2 separate regions of the Sus scrofa genome follow, and region 2 is linked to region 1. Evidence: chromatin contacts called from public HiChIP or PLAC-seq data. All regions are on one chromosome and are shown on one strand. The core of a region is the stretch at or near the end of the contact, and the rest is flanking DNA. Distances in the headings are between cores, read along the strand shown.

Region 1 (2,700 bases), core at 34-2,533:
ATAAAAACATCCCCTGAACCGGCTGCATCTACAGTTCTGGTGGGGAGGGTTGGGGGTGGGGGTGGGGGTGGGGGAGAGGCACAGGAGGCTGGCACTGAGACCAGCTCCAGCAGGAATTTGCCCCACACCAGGACGGAGGGTCTCCCAGGGAGACAAAACCCAGCTGGAGAAATCTCGGCCTGAGAGCCCCTCGCCCCACTCGGGGGAAACGACCCGCCCGGCACGAAGGATGTGACTCCCGATCCCCACGCCGGGAAACTGGAAGGCATGCGGAATCTCGAGGCTCCAGCAGGGTGGAATCTCAAAGAAAAAAAAAAATCTGGAAAAAAAAAAAGCTAAATTTGAACAAAACTAAACTACAAGCCCTCAGGTCCCCGAGTTGCAAACGAGGTGGGGGAGGAGGGGGCGGGAACGGCCACGGCGCACAGAGTGGGGGGATGTGGAACCAACTCTGAACTCTATCCCCTGCAGAGTCGGTGCCTACGGGGGCTCCAGCAACGCGCGCTCCCACTCTCAAGGTTTGGACTCACAAGGGAGGCCGAAGGTGGGAGGGAGAGGAGAGAAGGATAGATGGAGGTGGCGTGGGGTGGGGGGGTTCTTTTTCTTCCTCCTGCCTGCACCAGCCTAGGGGAACTGGAGGTGGCAAAGCGCGAAGAAAACTTTGGAAAGTTTTGGTAGCACGGTTAGCAGCGGAGACGCAGGGCAACAAGCTGTGCTTGGATGGGCACGGGGGAGCGGGCTGGGTGCTACTGGGAGACCAGGTCCTGAAGCAGTTAAAGATCCAAGTCTCCCAGGTCAGGTCCGCCCCAGCCCCAGAGGCTTCAAGGGGCCAAAGGACTGTGGGGAGTCTGAGGACGTTTCTCTAGGAGACAGACCGGGCGGAGCTGGGAGTTCGGCGGGTTGTATTGGTGCCGAAAACGGTACTCAGCGATGGCTCGGAGCTTCAGCAGTAAAGACTTGTCTGCCAAGGCGGGATTAGATCCGTCGGCTCAAGAGCTCGGTCCCCCACCTTCCCCTACCCAGCGAGGGCCGTGCGGGCGCCAGGGATGCTTGGGGAGCTCTGCTCGGTTTCCAGTCGCGCACCGGGTCTCCGCGCACCACGTGCGCCCAAGGCCTCAGGTGGGCACATTTGGGAGAGTGCGCCGGAAGGGGTGGGAGCCACGGAGCTATGATCAGGCTTCTGCCGACTTCCCAGCCAGATCCTCCTTGCTGGAGGCAGGACACAGTGAGTGGCCCAACCCAACTTCTCCCCGCACCCTGGGAAGGAAGTGTGGTGCGCTCGCTGGAGCGCGAGGCCGCAGCCCGCCCATGCCGCATACGGCCTGGCATTCTGCTTTTCCTCACTGCGCACCAGGGAAAGGCATAATTCAATTATACCATCCAAGTGCAACACAGCCTTTTCCTCTTTTGCTCTGGAGCCTAGGGCGTTTCGAAGAGGAATCTCCCAATTCTCAAATAAATACCTACCGCTCTAAAGCCGAACTGGGTTCTGTACTAACTACTGGGGTTTGGGGGCGGGGGGAACGGGAAGAATCCAAATTGGATATGAATTTACAGCCTGAAGCAGCTTATTTAGGCTCATGGAGTGCCATTCCAAACGACACAGCTCGCGCTATTTCGAGATACGTTGGAGATTGGAGAGAAAACAGGGTTATTTAAAAGTGACTCCCTTAACGCAACTTTCCTTCTCCGGCTCCCTAGGTGACTGCGTCAGGGCTCCAGCTTAAGGCGGTCTGGTCGGCCCAGCCTTTGATATTTAAGCCTGGCCTGCTCCCGGGTGAAACTACCTGTTGGGAGATTCCGCAGCCTAGACGTTTGGCCCTCCTTCCTGCCCACCCCCCCGCCCCCACCCGGTGCAATCCTGGCGGCGACGGAATGGTTCTGGGTTGGCACAAGAAGGGAGAAGACCAAAGAGTCGAGAGTATCGGACAAAGTCAGCTGCGCCTGGCGTTGCCCAGAGAGTTGCCCCCCCCACTCCGCCCCCGGCTTCCGCTTGCTCTTGGGGACAGGGAGGTGGGCCCCAGAACGCTGTGTGGGGCCCCTGGCCGCAGGGGTGGGCACAAACTCCACACGATTCTCTAAATTCGGAAACCACAACGCGTTGCAGTTTGTACTGGCACTTTGGAGCAAGTCTAACTTTAGAAAACAAAAAGCCTCCTAGCTCTTCCTCGCGCCCACCCCCACCTTGCAACGATAACACCCCTCACTTTTCTCTGCACCGAAATTCACTTTACTACCTCTTGAAAATCGGAAAATTCCGCGGCGGCTTGGACGCGCTGCAACGCAGAGGCTGCTTAAAGCTCTTGTAGGAGTTTCTTGAGGGAAATCACTCTGTTCTTGAGAGCAAACAGAATCTCCGTATTTTTACACAACCTAACTGGATGAGGGAGCGGAGCTAGGAAGGACAATTTGAGCCTTTGCAGCCCGTTGGAGGAAATTTCGGAGACTGGGGATAGGGGGTGCTTTTCTCTCACAAGAACCTGTGGGAAGGATAGCTCCGTCTGGCCCTGGGGCTGCAAGTTTCACTTGGGAAGCACACAGCCCGGGTCTGGTGCGCGTTGAATAACATTCTTTCCAGCAAACTCTGCAGCAAATCCCGCCCTGACATTAAATTGGGGTAGATGTGGCGATGCAGGCTGGGCTGAGCCGTGAAATTTCCCCCCAGACGGGGAAGGCTCTCCTCGCGTCGTGTCTCCGATG
Region 2 (2,700 bases), core at 40-2,539, 90 kb before region 1:
ACACCATGTATGTTGCAGAGGTCCCCCTCAAAACATGCATAGACAGCAGTCTGGGGCTACCTTGGAGACCTGCCTTCTCAAAAGAACTAGGAACTAAGCCCCCACAGCTGGGTTTGACCTCGCTTTGCCTCTACCTGGGTTCTGAGGAGCTTCTGCTCTGCTTCATCAGAAATGAGCAGAGCTGAGAGCACCTAGAGGAAGGGCCCAACTCCTCACAGAGACTCAATCACTTGTAGAGGTGAGGCAGTTTTGCCAAATGGTAGCACCAGGGGCACGAAAGCCAGGCTGCCCTGCTCCTAAACCTGACTGGGACACCTATTCCTTGTTTGGCCTTGGGCAAGCCAGTTCAACACAGTCTCAGGTTCCTCCCCTGTAAAATGAGAATCAAAGCAAGGTCAAGGCAAATGAGATGATACACACCTACACAACTGAGCAAGTCCAGAACTTGGTGGCCATGAGGTGACTGCTAATGCCTTATCCCAGCTACTGCAAAAGGCTGAGTGACACTGGAGGTGGCCCTTCCACAAACTGGACATTAGACGGCAAATGCTCCAGGGCCAGCAAAAACCTGCAGCCCTAGTGCCCCACTTGGTGTTCAACAAACAAGAAAACCTCGGAAATCTTTCAGCAATAAAGAGATAATTCCAGCAATGACGTCTACAGTGCACCTTCTATGGTGTCCTTGTCTGAATTTATTAATACGTGTAGGCAGAATAATTTGCTGCAGGGCTCAAGAAAGATAAGATTTTTTTTTAAGAGGTGAGGGGTTTTTTTAGAGCATTATATCAGTATCTCCTAGAACTATGTTTTGTTTAAGGCAATTTAGTAAACTGAAAAGTGTGGACTCTTTTTTTTTCCCTTCCATTTACGTTTTTAGTGGTGGTGGCTGTTGTTGTCAAGCATCTTGAGTGCTCTTTTATGGACAGAGTAAGCTGTAAAAGAACCTCTTTGATGACTCATTTTAGAATATAAATTCAGGGGAAGCAAAAGTACCGCTTATCACTACTGAGAACTTTCATTCAGATCTACTTTTACAACTGCTCTGATCTAACAGGGCAATTGATTCCAACATGCAATTTAATCAACAGGCTGTTAAACCTTGGATGCTTATTGGTAAGGGAACAATGCTTTAAGAATTTTGCTAAATAATTTGGCCCTTCCAGTCTAAGAGCTATGCTGGTGAGAATAGGATGGCGTGTAAGTATCTAAGATTATTCTACTCATCTAGGGTATGTAGCCCTGGGCTGCCTTTCCAGATCAGCTCTCTGAGCCAGAGCCCTCTTCAGCCACAAGGCAAGGAGCTGGCATAAAAGTAGCCCATACTTCTTGGATGAAGCTTGATGAGGTCTCACTATTACAGCCCTCGTGAATTCTCTTTCTGTTGCAGCTGCTACCAGCAATATATTTTTTAGGTTGCCCTGGATGTCTTATGGTGAGATTTTGCTGAACATCGAATATGAATTAGGAAACTGCTTTGAGAAATAGTCCCACCATTTCATCTGTTTACTTTTCTACTACACCGTCATTTCCTAAATGCTTTTTTTGGAAAGTTTTACACAATAGCTTCATAAATCAGGTTAGTAAGGATGTCATTCCATTTTAAAGCATGTCACATGGAAAGACTATAACAATAATAGACACAAATGCACCTGTCTACATGCATATTCACACAAACACACACATTTGCTCAACTTGAAACTGAGCCCCGGGACTAACAAACATATCATCCCTGGCTCTTTTCAATATACCTTCTTTCTAGGATCTGCTTTCACTCAGGGGCTCCTACACAATTCCGGTGTTTCCCCAAACCACATTCTAAGGTGCAGGAAATATTAATAAAAGTTCTGTAAGGAGGGAAGGAGAGTTCTATAATCATATTTGTCATTTTGCTGAGGACAAATTTGAACCATGGGCATGCAAGACTGAAGAGAATCACTTAGGTATTGTATGAACCCGGCCAACTATTCAACAGCCACATCTCAAAGTGATTTTGTTGTTCCCTCTCTATTCATTGTTACATAGAAAGCTCATGAAGCGATAACACTGTTTCTTTGTTTAAAAAATAAAAGGCCGCTGAAAGAAAAGCCAATTACTCGTGATGGTGATGGGAGTGAAGAGAAAGTGAAAAGGCTTACAGAAGTGGTGGTTCTTGCCCAAATACAGATACCTGGGGAAGAAATTATATTTCAAAAGGCTATGTGTAAATTTAGATGTAAACTTCATGATCATCTTTGGAAAAATCTCTCATAAATGTCAAGGATCTACCCTATATCAAAATGGTCTAAGTTTGAGGCATCATGGAAATAAACTGGACGTGACCATAAATGGCCCCTGAACAGAATCCTACCTTATATATGATAGAGGAGAAATTACTCACACAAGTGGGGGCTTGCTGCCTTAGGCTCCAGAAAAAAAGGCCCAGGGGCACTGTGATATATTATGATTAGAAGGCTCTTCTGTCTGAATGGAAAGATGGAAACAGGGCGCTTTAGTTGACTGGGGTTGAATTTGAAAACTAGGCATCCAATATCACCTCCAGACAGGTTCACATGGGTTTGAGTTTAGCTTCTGTGGAATGGCTTCTGATGGCAGTTTAAAGGAGGAGGCTCTGAGGGAGCACTCTCATGAACAGGGACAGGACAGAACCACCGGATACTGAGAGGAATCACAAGACACTGGAGTAAGGAAAACAGGTAGGAA

What was found. HiChIP or PLAC-seq counts read pairs in DNA pulled down with a chosen protein or histone mark.
Region 2: an H3K27ac HiChIP or PLAC-seq map of skeletal muscle shows a contact between it and region 1. The contact joins two enhancer-like sites. A contact is called at or near these places in 3 of 47 Hi-C or Micro-C datasets (epiblast stem cells and skeletal muscle) and 1 of 2 datasets of contacts at active chromatin or transcription factors (skeletal muscle).

Annotation. Positions count from the first base shown.
Region 1 is chr1:208,148,679-208,151,378 of Sscrofa11.1, reverse strand. All of the region lies in intron 1 of LOC100514506 (a long non-coding RNA gene), which reads left to right. Among named protein-coding and RNA genes, the nearest start is that of NFIB, 32 kb to the left of the region's middle. Within about 2 kb of position 1,283, at least 36 of the 83 cell types and tissues checked have an H3K27ac peak or open chromatin away from gene starts, as enhancers often do. A contact at or near this core is called in skeletal muscle, where this site is marked.
Region 2 is chr1:208,238,475-208,241,174 of Sscrofa11.1, reverse strand. All of the region lies in intron 2 of NFIB (nuclear factor 1 B-type), which reads right to left. Among named protein-coding and RNA genes, the nearest start is that of NFIB, 57 kb to the right of the region's middle. Within about 2 kb of position 1,289, at least 5 of the 83 cell types and tissues checked have an H3K27ac peak or open chromatin away from gene starts, as enhancers often do. A contact at or near this core is called in skeletal muscle, where this site is marked.